2 separate regions of the Anser cygnoides genome follow, and region 1 is linked to region 2. A link is a contact called in public Hi-C data. All regions are on one chromosome and are shown on one strand. The core of a region is the stretch at or near the end of the contact, and the rest is flanking DNA. Distances in the headings are between cores, read along the strand shown. Region 1 holds the start of NUMB (NUMB endocytic adaptor protein). Region 2 overlaps NUMB (NUMB endocytic adaptor protein).

Region 1 (4,903 bases), core at 915-3,414, 33 kb after region 2:
AAGTCTTAGCTTGATAGACTTTACACTTGGTGTTCTGCAGAAAAGGAAAGACAATATGCTGTAGTGTCAGTTATTAAAGATCCAGATCCCTGGACTGAAGAAGTATCTATTATTTTAATGTGTTCGCCAGTCAATCATAGACTCCAAAAGCAAGACTAAAGCCACGATTTCATATTAGCTTAAACCATGCTTGCTTGATAAGCAAGCAGAATAAATAACGTTTAATCCCTCCCTAAAATAAAAACAAACAAGGTCAGAGTGTCAGATGAGTGAAATAAGCACAATAGGACCCCAAAAGTTGGCAATTACACGAGCTTAGGCTGCCACAAGAACCTCTTACCTTAGAGATGCTGTAGAACAGCATTCCTGAAGTGCAGGAGATCTACTTTTTTATTGCGTTAGGGAAAAATGCTGGATTTTAAGTATTATGCAGCTCCACCAATATTGGTAGTGGAAAGCAGCTACAGGCAGAATTGAAGAATCCTGTACAGTGTTGTAACAAGCTGTTAAAAAAATGCGACTAAAACCCCACAACATTTGTATTCCTCCTAGCCCCTGTTACTGGGGAGGCAAGCACTTTTGCACTGACTTATTTCAGCAAGTTTTTAAACCCACCACTCTCATTATGGTAGGAAAGAAAAGTACGAAAAGAGCTTTCCAGCACCAAGCAGCTGTATTGCACTACAAAACATAGTGCTGGGAAGTCCTGGGAGTTTTGAGAGCCCGGTGTAGCTCGTTGGGTTGTTGCTCTTTTTCCTAAACATGTAATGCTGTCAGATACTAATACAATACCAGAAGGTTTAACAACACCAGAGTAAGAAGATAAACTTGTCTGCTGTCTAGTTTACACGCACCTTCAGCTTCCACACGTTTAAGTAATAAACACAGGGAAGTAATTCCCAGGCTGGGAAAAAGAAAAGAAAGACAGCTAATAAGCATAATAAATGTTTGATTTGAATTGCATCTCTTGTTTAAGCTTTAGGGAAAAAAGGTTCTTTGACGTGTTCTGCTTAGAGCTCTACAAATCAAAGTTTTGCTGAGGCTTAAAACCAAGGCTTTATGCAATTACAGATGAAACAGAGCTTGCTGTAGGATAACTCCAGCTATGAAAATAATCAGAGAATCACCAACAAGGATGAACACGGACTCATTTTTTTGGACTTTACTCGCATCATTTTTTATTTCCTCCATGAGATTTTCGCTAGGGGGAAGAAAAAGCAGCACGTCCAGCGAGGATTGCCAAGAGATGAAGAAATGGAAAACACACACTAATGAGCCGAAAAACAATACCATTTCTCTATGGCAACAATTAACTTCTGCATAAGCATAAAGCCCATTTCAGCAGTAACCATGGATCAATAAGTCAAATAGAAGCGATGAGTCAGAAGCCCATTTAAATATTTACCCTTTTCTCTACAAGCCACGGCTGGAGTAGTATTATGGCCAAGCAGCATGACTGCGCCTTCCATTTTACCCTCTCATTCAGCAGCCTCGCCGGAGAGGCAGGAAGACCGAAAAATGAGGAAAACCACCAGAAAACCCAACCAGAGCCGCGCTGGGAGGCGACAATCGGACATTGTTCGGAGCCGGGAGCATCTCCCAGCCCTGACGGCTGAGCCGAGGCGCACGGAGCAGAACCGGGGCAGGGCAGGGCAGGCACACAGCAGCAACCCCCCCCCCCCCCGAGCCCCCCGGCCCCCCCGGGCCCCGTTACGCGGCGCTCACAGCACGTTACATAAAGCCCCCGGCCCCGGGGGAGCCGCAGCGCCCAGCGGGGACCCCGCCGCGGCAAACGGGGGCGCGGGGGCGGCCTGGGGCAGCCCCGGAAGCGCCGCGGGGGCTCCGCAGCGGGCCGGCCCCACCTGTGCCGCCCAGCGGGGCCCCACCCGCGCCCTCCCCGCCGCCCCCTGCACCGAGGCGGGGACCGGGCGGCGCCCCCCGGTTCTCCCCCGGTTCCCCCCCCACCTGAGGCTTCGCCCCCCGCCGTCCCTATCCGGCCCGGCCCAACCCGGCCCGGCTCAGCTCTGTCCGGCGGCGCTCACCTGCTCGCCCGCCGCCGCCGCCTCTTCAGCCGCCGCCCTCCGCCACCGAGCAGCGCCGCCGCCGCCCCCCCCCCGGCCCCGCCGCCGCTGCTGCACCCGCCCCCGCCCATCCCGGCGTCCCATTGGCCGCCCTCCCCGCCGCTCTGCCCTCGGATTGGTGCGCCGAGCTGCTCGTCAAAGCGCCGAGCCCGCCTCCCCCCCGCCCACGGGCCCCCGGTGTTTTATTCACTCCGAGGCTTTGGCGCCCCCACTCTTCAGCTGCCGCTCCTGATTGGGGGAAGGGGCCGGAGGGCAGCGCTGCGATAGGCTGCGGGAGGTGCCAGCTGAGGCGGTGGGCCCGCCCCCCCGCTCGGGGTTAGGCTGCGTTGGGGCGGGGGCGGGTGGGGTGCGCGGAGGCCGGGCGGCGGCGGGGTCCTGCCGGTGGGGTCCGGGCAGAAACCCTGCCCCGTGCCCGCGGGCCGCCCGCGGAGCCTGCCCCGGCTGGGCCGCCAGGAGCCTGCCCGGCCCCTCGGCCCCTGCTGCCGCTTGAAGCCCCTCGGCGGGGCTGCGTGGGCCACCAAGGGCTCCTGGCGCTCGCCCCCAGGCCGTGGTGCCTGGTGCTGCCGCAGGGCCCGGTGCCACCTCCGTTAGCCCAGCGGGGGTACAGGGAGACGCCTCTCGTCCCCAGGGATCCTCCCTCGGCTGCGGGCTGGCCGCAGGGAACGGGGAGCGGGCCGCTCTGTCACGCGTTAGCTCCCGTGCCCGGGCTGCTCGGGGAGCTAAATGTGCTCCGCTCGCCTTCCCCGAGGCCGCGAAGCAGAAGCAGGCCTCCATTTTCCGAGCGGGGGCAGCGCCAGGTGTTGGATGCAGGCACCAGGGGAATGCTCCGCGCAGCGCCCCTGCGGCTGCGCTCCAGGGGCCTCACCGAAGCACGTTACCAGCCGGCAGGCGTATTCCCGACAGCGCTCGCCAGGCTTTCACGCAGCTATTTCACCCAAAATGCAAGCGAGAGCAGTTCGCAGGGCTGAAAAAAAAAATCAGGAAGTTGAAATGCAAAAATTACATAAGGCTTCTCTGTATCATTATCTTCGTTATCTTCTCCCTGCGTGCACCGTACCCCTTACACCTCTTTGTTTCTAAATCAAGCAAAGGAACAGAACAACAAAGGATGTGTGTCAACTAGCACACATCCAGGACATATGGGAACTGGAATCCGCGGTCATTTCAGAACATCACCTGCAAGTTCATTTACCAAGTTCACATTGGAGGTGCTGGGGCAGAAGCAGGAGCGTGACACAAACCCCGAGTATCAGAATGACGCTCTGTAACCCCCAAATCACCACATGTTCAAGAATTAAATTAAGAAGAAAATACAAGAACATAGTATTTTTTTTCAAGGTCTCCACGTTACTCTGTTTGGAAAGCAAAACCAAAGCAGATAGCTGCCCTCCTTCTCGCAGCTGCTTCTCAGTTACTCTGAGTGCTGCTCTCAGACACCAGCACAACACAGTTATGTTTGAGCCAGTGTTCCAAAATGACTAGACAGATATTTCTACCAGTCCTGAGTTTTCTTCTGTTGTTATGAAACCTAGAGTCATTTCTGACCTGGCATAGCTCTTAATATGTTGCATTCCCAATAGCTTTGGTTTAACTCTTCATCTTATTCACAGTCTGGATTTTTGACTAAATTTTTGATGAAACATGGTGCCTTAAGCCTTAATTTCTAAGCAACAGTCTTTGTATTATAAAGATGTTCTGCTTCCAAGTGAGAAAGATTTGAGAGTGGGTAAGGAAAAGGACAGGACACACTATTGTAAATGAAATTCTAATATATGCTTCAGCTACATATAGCTTTTACAAATATTTGTTGGATATTTAAATTGATTTGTTGCTATTACCACTTTTCTGCTCAGCCACTTGTATCTCCGTAACTCCCCATGTAGTCGTTGGTAACCAAAGGGAAAGGGGGTTGTGGTGGGAAAGGAAAAGGACCATGACCCTAGAGGTCACCTAACTGAACAAACTGAGCATGCAACACAGCAAACTGCCCATTCACTATGCTCATCTGCGGGTCACGTTCTGTGTAGTCAGTCTTCCTGCAGAGAGTTTCCCTGAGAGGAGGAAAATGAATTATCCAAGGCCTGATATTGGAAGCAAGGCTTCAAGGTTCTTTAATCCTGATGGATAATGAAGCACTGGGAGAGACTTTGTAGCACACCCAATATATCCAGCCCTTGCCCCTTTTCCACCTTTTAACAGAAGAGATAGGGTAATATGCTGGATTAATGGACCTGGCTGTTTATGTGTTGCCCACGTGCTCCTGTCAGTGGTGCTTTCTTAGACAAGAGATCCTTTCTGGTCTCACCAGGACAGTAGGATATTATGCCATCCCCTAAGGACCTGAGAGTACATTACACGCGCACTCATGATAATACAAACTCCATATCTTCAGTGCAGGTACCCGGAGGCTTAACATCATTCTTTCCTATTGGCTATCTAAAACAATGTTGGCGATTAAATCTCCCTTCTCTAATCACACTGTAATACTATCCCTTCTAGGAACAAGCCATACCAGTATAAATACTACAACATAAGCATTTTTATGCTGCTATAACTGTGCTCACCCCAGAGGAATTCCATCTTTTTGACAGTAGAGGTAGAATGTGAGAGCTTGTGTGTGTGGATGAGCTCTGAAAATGTTAAAAAATGTTTCAAAAATGTGCTTCTAGTAGCTACACAAATCTACTATGGGAAAAAAATACAGAAGTACTACGTAGGCTTTCTGCTGTCATGCTCTGAGCAAACCTGAACAATATGGTTGCTAAACCAAGACATCCTGTTTGAACAGATATTTCCATCTGATATGCTGCGTCAGAGGTGAG
Region 2 (4,875 bases), core at 204-2,703:
AGCTTTTTTTCCCCACATGAAAAACCTAACCTCTTACAAAAATTGATATTCAACCGCAACACCACTCCTAAAAGAGCTAACCACTTATCAAAATACCATTAGATATTCTTGCAGCCCTTTTAATTATAACCAGCTATCAGATTTACATACAAAATTTAGGGGAAAAAACATAGCATAACAATCCCCCACAAAGTTTCACCATTTTTGCAAAGACAGCTCCTCCTCCTCCTCATCTGAGAGCCTGTTATATGTCACAGGCAAAATGGGATTCAGCTTTTTTGAGGAATATTTTCAGGACAGGTTTTCTATTCCAACACCCCCGCAGCAGAACGCTATGCGTAAGAAAGCCATTCAACTGCTGGCTCAGAAAGCAGTGTGCAGATGTATGAGCAAGTAAGCCTGACGTTCATTAGCTGGCACGACACCTCCAGCATTCCTTATGTCCAGTAGTTCTTGAAATGTTACATCCATGTCACTGAAATTAAACTGGTGACGCTGCTTCAAATTAGGAAACCTATGTAATAAGCAGTAATAATCCAAGTAATCCAGCAGCAGTGCCTGCTTAGCACCAACACACATCTCCATCATGACAACAGAAGGGAGGTGCTCGGCAGTAAGTTCATGATGAGGGTTTCAGCAAAAAACACATATTTTAAGAGTAAAGCATACAAAACCCTTAACCCTCTAATTCTACTATGAAGCTGTTCACAAGTCAGCCTGTATGGACTACGTAAATTAGTCATGATTTGAAAAAAATCAACATTAATCCTGCTACGCTTAAAATGGCCGTGTCACACAGCAAATCAACCTGCTAAACTGTAGTTGCAAAGCAAGCATAGAGCTTTAAACTGACTAGTACAAAGGTCTTCAAGAAATCGAGCTTTCATAAATTACAGCTTTGCGCACATTCCAGATTACAACATGGACTTTGTAAAGATTTGAGACCTTCGGAGTGACGTGCTTCTGAGTAAGCAACAATATGAGGAAGTGTTCTAGCTGATACCGCTCATCTCTTCAGACAATCACATATCAAAGGTGCATCATTGTTTAAAATGGCTCCAGTTCTTAAGGATGAGGATCCGTTCCCTGTCCTGCCTTGACCAAAAGGGAGGGACACACTGTCCTTCAAAACATCCTGTCAGGAAAGCAGTACAAGTGGGCAAATTTGGAGATCAGGATAATAAGTAGTTTTGCTAGCTACTTAGACTTCCAAAAAAATAATTATTGCCTAAGAACATGAAGGCAAGTACTGCCCACTTCAGAAATCCCAGTGAACAGTAGGAACAATATATTTGTTAAGCTCTGTAGGGGATGTTTTAATGTGAAAGCTTTCGTTTATTACCAGTCTGTTATGATGTTACGTGTTTCCTGAAATTGGCTTAGCAGAACAAAATATTTATTTGCTATTCCTCCAATATAGAGATTAAGAATTTATCAAAACATAGCCCAGGACTGCTCGCTAAGAAAACTGTATTCCTCTGTTTAAGAAAGATGGTGGTTTTTTGTATGCTTTTATGACTTTTTATGCATTTCTTTTTTTAGGAGTAGGTCCTCAGACCTGCAAGGAGATGACTAAGACATAAGGAACAAGTAAGGAACAAGTATTTTGATCAAGCTTATTTTTCCTGTTCCTGAATTCTGGCACCAAGTCCTGACAGAACAAGCTGTTCGATAGGTCAGTAACAAGCTGCAGGGCTCATAAGTGAACTGGCAATATTTATTTTTACTCATTCCTCCCCCTAGGTAAAATTACTGCTTTCCTTATCAGAGAATCTATCTTCAAGTACACAATTACAAAAAAGACTGTCCACAACTACTTGATCGACTACGTTAAATGTAGTTTTAATGTGTTTTTAAATAGTAGAACTTGATATTTAGTTACCCTTTCTCCCGAGGATGGTGTGTGTACTAATCTCTGCCTTTTTCTTGAAGCCTATGCAAATAAACAGCATTAAGGAAATATGCAAAACAACACCCTTTTTTATTTTTATTTATTTTTAGGAAAGCTTCTACTGAGAACCACAAAAAAAGTTTCATTTAGTGAGTTGTGTTTTAGTGCTACAAACCTTTAGAATGTTTACTTGAATGAGAGTTGGATGAGCCTTGCTCTTGTGTTTAGTTCAATCAGCAAGCGACAGCCATCAGTTTGCATTTCTAGATGGCTGCATTTGAAACTGAGATGGGGAATGAAAAAAGCTGGCAGATGATATCTCAAGTAGTTATTTTTTTTTTTTTTTACAGTTCAAGTTTTTAATGCATTAGATAAAACACATTACCTGAGTTTTCAACATTGGATTAAAACGACAGCTACGAATTTTTGAGGAACAGAATAACATTTTATCAAATACCAAAAAACTGTATAAGTTACAGACAGTAAAACAGAGCCAAATCACTGAATCAAATTTGAGCTTGCTGATATTAAATCCTTAATCAAACTGTGAAATGCACTTATATACTGTGCTTTTTACACAATGACAAAGCAAATTACAGGTGGTTTATTCAGTCTGGATTATGTGAAGATTTAAATTCCAGTTTAATTCCTGATAATATATACATTCTTTACAATAAAGCAAAATAAGATTAAAGACCTGTTTTTTCAGAAACTAAAATTGCTACATTCACAGATGTTACTATAAACAGTGATAAAATGTTAGTATATGGAGGAGATCCATAAATACATTTTTACAAAGTACAGTTAAGGTACAAGCTGGTACTTGGGCTTTGTACAAGCTTGCAGCAACAACAACAAAAAAAATCACTTCAAAGAGTTGCTAGAAATTTGTTTTGTTTTCACTGTATGTTTAGGGTTCAGTTTAAATTGCACTGAGCAAGATTTAAGTGAAAACTTTAGCTTTCGAGGACCAATTTCAGGTTGAGCAAAGTTTATCAGACACCTTCAGGTGAATTTTTATAAATTTCCTGGACCTCCTACATACTTGCAACGCTACGGTTCACACATTGCATTGTGCCCCTATTTTAAATGAGAAGCCAACTCTGCTAAGATCATGTTAAAATAAGCAGTATTGTAACTTGGGAATCTTCACCAAATTCCATAGCAGTCATTCTGCTGCACATCTTGGGGAGCTGACTACAATCCCTTTAAAATAAAATCAACCCCATTTAATTCTTATTTGGATCTGGACATCTGGAATCAAGTACATTCATGAGCAAGAACCATAGAGCTGCAACTGTACAAATATTTTTCTTATCAATTCCTTGCCAAAAGCATCTCAAAACTCAAAGATCAATTTCACAGTGAAAAAAAAAAAAGGTCACATAGGCAGACTGGCTTCTTGAATTCAGGTACTCAAATTCTGGGTATGCAAGAGGTATTCCAGGACCAACATACAGTCTCATTGTGGATCAAATTTTCCAGATTGTTTCCTATGAACTTCTGGGGTGGAGCTGGTGTCTCCTTAAATTGGCAGAATGATTATCACTGATTTTATCGTAAGAATTTCTGGCATCCACTTCAAATAACAACCAGCAGACAACGCACATTCCAGTTTGCATTATTAGGGTTAAAACAGGAACCTCTTTCCATTGACACATTCCTTCCAACAAGGATTATTTAAGAGATTGCCAAACTGATTGCAATTGATTGCAGCATGATGTATAGACATTTAAGTGCATTTGTCAACAGAAAATGCTGAAGCAGATTTAAGTCTTCAGAAATTTGATTTTTAAATTAGCTTGAGAAGTTGCCTTTAGAAGTGGTTGTAGAACAGTGCATTGGAATCCCCGCAGTCCATGGAATACTATTTGAAGATTCAGCATACTAGAAGATATACCATTATTTAGTTAAACCTCCAGTCAGCCAGCCTGTCTTCTGCCTTCTCACACAAAGATGTGATACTGTGCAATTTCACTACCTAATTGAACACATGTGGACATCTAACACGGATACACTGTTAAAATTCACTGTTAGCTATACTGAATCTGCCAAGCCACCGTAAGTAAAAAGATAACCACAGATGCCTGTGATGAACCCCTTCAAGTATTAATGGCACTGAGTTTGGATTTTTCTTCACCTAATCATATTAATCTACAAGTATTCTTGTCACTGTTGTTTTGGTTTAACTATGTTAATGAGTATCTCCATTCTTGAGACTGCCTAAAATTTAGAGGCTTGTGATGTTTTTCAGTCATTTAAAGACTGTTCAATAAAGAATAAAACCATGGAAAGATGTCAGTCTCAGACTGTGATGAAGATGTACTACAGAGCAGCAAAAAAACTCCAAGTAATACAAATTGATACATTAGGCTTTTTAGCAGAAAAGAGCATTATTTATAGCATATAGCTATTCCAAACTTTCCTCCTGAAGCTTATGAACTATTATTACATGCTTTTAAGATCTGGCTCAGTACAGATGCAATAGAAGTGACACTTGCTGCTCCTACAGGCAACTGTGGTCACATTTGAATTTTGCTTTGAAAGGTTTGTGAAATCCTTCCAGTACTCACACAACCCCAAGTTACTGTGCAAGTTTGGGTGTGACAATCAATCCAGGTCATGTTCTTCAAATCCTTCCTTTGGCTTCCAGTTGCTTTTATCAAATTCTTTCCACAGTTACCTGTATGTATGCTTTATATGCATCCCAAACAGTTCTGTTGGGGCTCTTTTGGTTATTCACCGCAGACAATTTAAGGAGCCTGCTCCTAGAACTCCTCTTAGCCTTCATACTCAAATGCTTTGTCTCTTCTACTTTTCATGTAACCATAAGCTCCAGCTACAATATTTCCAAAGATGAGAACTGCAAACCAAGACTTTGTGAACATATGGAAGTCTTGGAAAAAGACATGCTTAAAACAAACAATAATGTAAAGTAGCAATACTAGTTCTGAAGACTTAAAAGACAGCTGGAAAAATGCTTC

What was found. A called contact is a pair of places that touch in the nucleus more often than the background predicts.
Region 1: a Hi-C map of liver shows a contact between it and region 2, with 2.3 times the contacts expected there. The contact joins the promoter of NUMB here to the enhancer-like site in region 2. A contact is called at or near these places in 2 of 7 Hi-C or Micro-C datasets (both in liver).

Annotation. Positions count from the first base shown.
Region 1 is chr5:31,603,914-31,608,816 of Taihu_goose_T2T_genome, forward strand. It overlaps NUMB (NUMB endocytic adaptor protein), which reads right to left and starts at 2,165. Exons shown (of 12, transcript XM_066998693.1): 1 at 2,043-2,165.
Region 2 is chr5:31,571,853-31,576,727 of Taihu_goose_T2T_genome, forward strand. All of the region lies in intron 1 of NUMB (NUMB endocytic adaptor protein), which reads right to left. Among named protein-coding and RNA genes, the nearest start is that of NUMB, 32 kb to the right of the region's middle. Within about 2 kb of position 1,454, at least 1 of the 3 cell types and tissues checked has open chromatin away from gene starts, as enhancers often do. A contact at or near this core is called in liver, where this site is marked.